Linked DNA regions of Mus musculus: region 1 is linked to region 2. The links are chromatin contacts, called in public promoter capture Hi-C maps. All regions are on one chromosome and are shown on one strand. Each heading gives the region's core, a stretch centred on a gene start, on an enhancer-like site or on the middle of the called end of the contact. The rest is flanking DNA. Distances are from core to core; before and after follow the strand shown. Region 1 holds the start of Nkx6-3 (NK6 homeobox 3). Region 2 overlaps Mrps31 (mitochondrial ribosomal protein S31).

The links. Promoter capture Hi-C pulls out the DNA fragments that hold promoters and counts their contacts.
Region 1: a contact with region 2 is called in a promoter capture Hi-C map of embryonic stem cells, with 2.9 times the contacts expected there. The contact joins the promoter of Nkx6-3 here to the enhancer-like site in region 2. A contact is called at or near these places in 7 of 39 promoter capture datasets (the 3T3-L1 cell line, embryonic stem cells, pre-B cells and 1 more), 6 of 484 Hi-C or Micro-C datasets (embryonic stem cells and pro-B cells), 4 of 115 datasets of contacts at active chromatin or transcription factors (astrocytes and embryonic stem cells) and 1 of 9 other capture datasets (embryonic stem cells).

The regions. Positions count from the first base shown.
Region 1 is chr8:23,150,854-23,154,572 of GRCm38.p6, forward strand. It overlaps Nkx6-3 (NK6 homeobox 3), which reads left to right and starts at 2,418. Exons shown (of 3, transcript NM_029002.2): 1 at 2,418-3,116. The coding sequence starts at 2,732.
Region 2 is chr8:22,421,449-22,425,289 of GRCm38.p6, forward strand. It overlaps Mrps31 (mitochondrial ribosomal protein S31), which reads left to right. Exons shown (of 7, transcript NM_020560.2): 4 at 1-2; 5 at 2,899-2,972. Among named protein-coding and RNA genes, the nearest start is that of Mrps31, 12 kb to the left of the region's middle. Within about 2 kb of position 2,068, at least 17 of the 459 cell types and tissues checked have an H3K27ac peak or open chromatin away from gene starts, as enhancers often do. A contact at or near this core is called in embryonic stem cells, where this site is marked.

The sequences.
Region 1 (3,719 bases), core at 1,168-3,667, 730 kb after region 2:
AAAGCTGGGGTCCCAAATCGGTGGCGGTGTTGTTGTTTCCTCCTTTGTCAGATGAAGAATAGAGGAAACAGTTTCAGCAGCCTCTGGCATTTGTCACTTGAGGTTACCACACGATGACCCCTCATCAGCTATAGCATTAAATAAGAGTCGAATCATTTGCAGCAAATGACCTTCCTAACTTCTCATTATTACAGAATGACCAAATCTTTGTCCCTAACATTGCTGGTGCTCCCCAGCCCCACGCCAGTGTCTCATGCACTGAAAGGCCAGCAACTCGACCCTGCATTTGTATTCCCCCAGAGGGTTTTAAAAACACTTCCAGAACCACAACTGCCTTGGTTGGGTGGCAAGTCTGGGAATCTGGAATAGTTGACACATGGCCTGGTCTAACATAAACCTAACATAAACTGTTACTAACTAAAAACAACAACAAAACAAAACAAAAACCCAAAAAACAAAAACAAAAACAAAAGTTACTAACTTTTTTGTGTGTGTGGGGGGGGGGGGGGGAGTTCCTAAGTCCAGACAGCCAAAGATGAACAGAGCTACACAGAAAGGGGTGGGGGGGGGGGGCTATCAATCAAAAGTTAATAGAGACTGGAGAAAGAGAACATCTCAGAGAGTCGCTGAGAACTAAAATCAGTTGAAGGCACACTGTAAAGAGGTGATTAAAGAAAACAGAACCCATTCCTGTTGATGGCTTAGTGGCTGAAACCACTCCAAAAAGCGAAGTCCAGTCCCGAGGGTGGGAGAAGGAATTCCTGCTGCGAGCAGACTCACTCCTCGCTCAGTGGCACACCTAAGTCCTCCAGGTGGATTACAATGTGTTGGCCTGTTGATTTGGTTTTGAAAGTAAAACTTGTTATAAATTAGAAGTTGACTCCAAAATACAGCCCCTTTTTGGATGGTGGAAAAATAAAAATAAAAACAAAACAATTTTTTTCCTCAGGCCAAAGAGATGGCACCAAGAAATCTGAGTTTGGTTCCTGTCAAGGGCTCATAATTGCCTGTAACTCCAGCCTCAAGGGATTCATCATCCTTTTCTAGACTTCTTGGATGGAGAGAGAGAGAGAAAGAGAGAGAGAGAGAGAGAGAGAGAGAGAGAGAGAGAGAGAGAGAGAGAGAGCGCACACACACACACACTGAGACTCTTAATTTTAAAGGTCTTCAAAAAAATAGCCCAACCTGTAGGAAGGTCATCTTGCCCTGCGTAAAAGCTTTTCTATCTGATCCTCACCTAAATCACCCATGGCACGGAAAGTATTGCTTACATTACAGTCAAATTCTCCACAGCAAGCCAGCTTTCTCTACCTCAGACCTCTGCCTCAAACAAAGCTAACAAAGAAAAGGCTCTGTCTCTCACCTGTGAAAACACAGATCCCTCCAAACACAAGACAGTGTGTTCCCCAAAGCCCCAGTGGCCTGGTCAGGAAGAAGTCATTTAGATAGCCAATCACCTTGCACCTGCCATTTCACACTTCAGGTGACTTCAGGAAAGAATTTAGAGACTAGCCTGGCAGGCAAGCCCTGATTCCTCTGTGCCTCTGTTTCCCCGTTATCAACTGAGAGACGGTACCCACAAGAATCATCAGATTGCAAAAATTCCTCAGAAACAAAGCGAATGGTGGCGTCCTTATAGTCAGTGTAGCCCCAAGCCTCAGCCCGACTGCCCTGCTTAGGTCTCTGCCTCAGGAGCCCAGGGCTGCTCACAGGAGAGAAAGAGACTTCACCCAGGACACAGCCAGCCAGACTACTCAAGAGACCAAGAAAGGCTGGCTGGGAGAAACAGGAACCACCATTCTTCAGTGGAATGCCTTCTGACCCCCCACACCCCTGCAACTCCCAGAGCTGTTCCACGGCCCACTCCCTAAGCAAGACGTTTCCCACCCCGTGGTCTCAAGGCCAGAGACTTGCATTCCCCCAGAGAATAGTGATTGCTCAGTCTCCCCACTTACCCAGGAGAAAGGGAAGCAGCTGTATGTTACCTCAAAGCGTCACATTCATTCCGACAGGGGCAGCTTGGGACTGTGACCTCTGAGCCTCTCTCTCTCTCTCTCTCTCTCTCTCTCTGACTTCCGCAGGAGCCTCCAGTCCCTACCTCCAGGCGCCCACCTTTTCTTAGATACTGGACTTGGGTAAGCAAATGGAGCCTGTGACCAGGCTCAGGGCGCCTAGAGCTAATTCTTTCACACACGCACATGAGCACACACACATGCACACACACACACACACACACACACACACGGACTGGCTGATTTACAGTCAATCTTTCAAAGTGCAATTTGTCTAGGAGAAGCCAATGTGAGGCCCATGTGGTCTCCAACCAATGGCGACACAGCGCTTGCAGCTCAGCCAGTCTCAGGTCTGTATTCTAATGGGCCATATCTTTATCAAGGAAATGTCCCCTCTCTGAACTTAAAACTTCTGATGGAGGGCCCCCAGACTCAGAGGCAGAGAAACCGGGTGCTCTGAGTATGGAAAGCACCCCTCCTTAGGCCCAGCGGGCAGAGAGGGAAAGAGGAAGGCCGCCCACCTTCTCTGGACACCTGACTTGCCAGAGGGCTGACGTAGGTGCCCCATCTCTGAGGAAGGGCCGAGCCAGAGGGCAGTCTGAGGCTCGGGGTGGGATGGGGGGCTCTGATTCTCCAAACCTGTCATGAGGTTCTGGGCCACCATTTGAAGTGCTGGCCTTTAAGGGTTCCTGGACCACCGATTCGCTGACCTGGAGACCATGGAGTCCAACCTGCAGGGGACCTTCCTCCTGAACAACACACAGCTGGCCCAGTTCTCAGAAATGAAGGCTCCCATGTGCCAGTACTCGGTGCAGAACTCTTTCTACAAGCTCAGCCCTCCGGGACTTGGCCCCCAGCTGGCGGCTGGGACTCCCCATGGAATCACTGACATCCTGAGCAGACCGGTTGCCACCCCGAACAGCAGCCTCCTCTCTGGCTACCCCCACGTGGCAGGCTTTGGTGGACTCAGCTCCCAGGGCGTCTACTATGGCCCCCAGGTGGGGAGCTTTTCCAAGGCTGGAAATGAGTACCCGACCCGGACCCGGAACTGCTGGGCAGACACAGGCCAGGACTGGAGAGGCAGCGCTCGGCCATGCAGCAACAGTGAGTACAGGGCCTTCACCCCCAGCCCAACCTGTCCCGGGGAGAAGGCAGGAGGGGGGGGGTCTTTTAAAGGCCGGGCTGCACGCGACCTACCTAACCTCAGCCGCTATTACACAGCCCTGCCAATTCCTGGTCCCTTTTCTCAGCTCACAGCAGAACTGAACCCCACCCTTCTCCCTCCTCCCTACTTCTACCTAGCACAGGTGTCTGGACCCACAGTCACTTCTTGCCCTTCAAGGGACCTTGGGTTCTCCAGGCCCCACGATCACAGTCCATCCCACCATATGCAGCACGTAGCTTAAGTTCGCTTCTGCCCGGAGACATGGCGCCCCTTCACACAGTGAGGCACAGTGCTACCCTGGTGAAGAAAACTTAATGAATTTAGTATCGTATCCCTAAGAGCCCAATGTTATATAGGATTGTTCCAAAAACCCACTGGGGTCCCATCCAGGGCCCATCACCCACCTTCCTGTTCCCCCGTTCATGTCAGCAATGGCAGAACCAGAGCGCTAAGATGACCTTGGCCCTGACTGCTAGGGAGCGGGGCGGGGGGGGGGGGGGCTTACCCCACCCATCCCTGAGACTCAGGTTTCTGAGAACTGG
Region 2 (3,841 bases), core at 818-3,317:
AGGTATTCAGGCTTTGTCATCTGCTGGGGTTTGTTTGTTTGTTTTCATTTTTATTTTAATCGTAATTTATTCTGCATATTATTAATGATAGATCCATGATCACTGTGGATACCTAGTTATGGTTTCTATTGCTGTGATAAAACACCATGACCAAAAGCAACTTGGGGAAGGAGGTAAGGGTTTATTTCATCCTACCCTTCCAGGTTACAGAGTCACTGAGGGAAGTCAGGGCAAGAACTCAGAGCAGGAACCTGGAGGCAAGAACTGAAGCAGACACCATGGAGGAACGCTGCTCACTGGCTTGCTCCCCCTGCCTTGCTCAGTTTGCTCTGTTACTCAGCTCAGGACCACTTGCCCAGGGGCAGCACAGCCACAGTGAACTGGGCCCTCCCACAAAATGCACCGAGCTTTGCCCACCAGCCAATCAGGCTAGGGCATTTTCTCAGTTTAGGTTCCTTTCCCAAAATGACTCTAGCTTGGATCCAGTTGGCATAAAACAAGACAGCAGGGGTATCTTCTCTGAAATTGCACCTGAATCTCATCACTCAATAAGTTATCTTATAGGGATGCATATTAGTGCGTGGGGGGTTCCCTGCAGGTACCACTGCAGGCAGTGATCTGCAAAGAGGTAAAAAGGAAAACCTGGTGCAGACTAAGCCTGGATCAGACTTCGGGAACTGATGCCAGGCAGCTCATAGTTACATATGGAAAACACAGGACAATTTGGGAAAAGGTTTCCAGGCAACAATCAGTCTAATTCCAGGTGCACAATAAAGCTTAAAGTGTGACTATATGGAAACTCAGTTACAAAGTACATGTGACCACAAGGGTGTGTTTATAGCTACAAATCCTAGAATCTAGTGTGGCTTCTGACCCACAGCAGAGGTTAGCAGGCCATGAAGTACATGTGACGTCTGCCCTAAGGATGGGTAATGCTCTAGGGAGGAAAGAGTCTGGGATAATCATTCTGGGGATTTGGGTGAGGTCTGTCCCTATAGCAAAAGGTAGCTGATGTCAGCTTCTACAGAGAGCAAATAGGTCACCAAGCCATTAACAAATCTGCTCTCAGCTCTCCATGTGGAATGTGGGCATTTGATTTCATGCCCTGCACTGAGGAGACACCCTGTGTGACTAGCATTCCTGCGTCTCTTGGTGCTTCTCTGTGAGTGTAAGGCCCTCTGTGCCCACAACAATGCAGTTTGCAGGACTGGGTGAAGAGGTAAACCCAGGCTGAAGTGGAACTTACTGTGCGTTTCCTGGAGAGGGATTTTTGGGTTCAGCAGTGCTACGTTTATCAGTACCATGAGCCAGCCTGAGTTTTGACTCACTTTACCCATACTGAATAATGATCCTTTCATTGAGAATAAGCTGTGCTATGGAAATTCTGAACAACTGAGGTTTTAAGAAGCATTCATTATCTTTTGTTCTGGATGTTGCTAACCCTGAACATCTATGTGCCCTTTGCATGTATAGTTATGGTTCCTTCTCTCATACCTTCAGAGAATAACTGGGTAAAAAGGCCAGGCATGGTGGCTCACACCTGCAATTTAGCACAGAGGAGGCTGAGGCAGGAGGAACACCATGACTTTCAGGCCACTCTGAACTTTACAGTGAGTTCCAGTTCAGCCAAGGCTATTGTGAGACTGTCCCTAAAACAGTAAGACCAGCCCAGTGCTGCAAACCTGTAATCCCAGGACTTGGGAGGTTTAAGCAGTTGGCTCTTGAGTTGACACTGGCCTGGTCTATATAGTAAGACTCTGTCTAAGAAAACACAAAATGCACAGAGGTTTTAATGATTATAGTTAAAGTTCCGATATTACCTTAAAGTGTTAAATTGTAGTTCCTTGAATTTGCTAATAAGACAACTTATCCATATTTGTTTGGGCTTATTAGCTCCATCAAGATGGGGCAGAGTTATGGCAGCTGGAGCAGGAAGCTGAGGGGTCACAACTTGAATGACAAAACACCAAACCTAGAGAAGGAACTGAAACTGGGGCCAAGCCATTGCCAGCCCCCAGTGATACACGTCCTCTAGGAAGGCTACACCACTTTCCCAAACAGCGCCACCAGCTGGGCATCAAGTGTTAAAATACAGCAGCTGATGGGGACCATTCCCATTCAGGCCTCCATGGGTGCTCTGGCTCAGAAAATACAGCACAAAAGAAACTTTAAAAAGTAAGAGAGGGGGCCTGGTGAGATGGCTCAGTGGGTAAGAGCACCCGACTGCTCTTCCAAAGGTCCGAAGTTCAAATCCCAGCAACCACATGGTGGCTCACAACCACCCGTAATGAGATCTGACGCCCTCTTCTGGTGCGTCTGAAGACAGCTACAGTGTACTTACATATAATTAATAAATAAATAAATAAATCTTTTTTTTTTAAAAAGTAAGAGAGGGGCAGAGGCTTCCCATGTGGTGTGTTAGAGGGAGACGGAGGGAAGTAACAAAGGTAGCCAGGTTCTCCCTAACGGGACTGAACAGGCGTTAAACTGCAGGTTGATTGCTTCATAAAGTGCAACCTTTTATCTGTCTTCTAGCATTATAAATCATAATTAAACTTTTCACTGTTTTCTGTTCTCAGTCACAAGTGTTGGCCTTACCGGCTTCTGTTCTTGCATATTTTTATAACCTCCTACAACACTGAGTTTTCTAGAACTTTCAGTTGTATATTTTGAAAATTAAACTTAGCTGGTTTGTTGTGTTATAAAGCAAAAATGTAAGAGCAGATATTCTTTTTCTACTCCCAAGTCCCGAAATCATGGCAGTGCAGCTTAAAATGTCTGATGTGGTCAGCATGATTATCTTTAATTGATTGTCTCATACATATTTTTGCCTTAAACAGTTTTTGTTAACATTTTACAAATATACTAAGATGTGTTTTTTAAATGTTTTTATCTTAGGAAATATTTATTCAAGGGGAAAAGACTTTCAATTTTTGCTGATAAGGCGTTTGCTGATGAACCACCTGAACCAGGTTTGTTAAGACAAGAACAGCCTTTTCCAAGTAGAGAAGTCGTCTGTCGTTCAGAAAAGGTCCTGCTGTCTTGGCTGTATAACAGCTGGGTATTTGCATTTTACATTTCTTCCTGTCATTGTCCTAGATCTGCTTATGAATAAAACTGCTGATTTGGGTCGTGCTTCCCGCGTTCTGTGGGACCCTGGGGGATCAGTACAGCCAGACGAGCAATCTACGGATTGCCTGCCGCTCTTGGTCAGAAAGAGTTCCTCACTGGCCATTGCAGTATAGCTCACTGCTCTTCATAAAGGTCACTAACCTATGGTGCCTGCTTGTAAGCAAGCAGCTAACTGCCCAGAGTAGGAGAGAGCACACATGTATTTATGAAATTAAATACTCTCTTTTCCTTCTGGTTCATTGGCTGCTTGTCAGTCTTCTGAAAGGCTAACTCTTCATCTCGTTGATTCTTTATATTGTTTTTGTTCGTTTCTGAAATATTAACATCAGCTCTGATTTTGATTATCTCTTCCCATCTGTTTTTGGGATGGTGTTGGTTTTCCAGTGCCTTTGGGTACATCATTAAGTTGTTAGAGACTCAAGACTTTTTGTATAGGTACTTAGTTCTCTATTTCTCTGGACTGGCTTCAGTATGTCCTGTGTTTTTATATGTGTGTCTTCATTATCTGTGGTCAGATAGAATGAAGGATGTCATTCCAGTTTTCCCATATTTTTTGAGATTTGCTTTGTGTCCTGATACAATTTAGGACAGAAACATGAGGTATTTTGAAGAACCTGCTGTTGAGAATGTGTGCTCTTCCGTGTGTGGGTGGGATGCCCTGTAGGTATCTTAGAGGCCCACTTGACTTGGGATGCTGAACTCCAGAGTT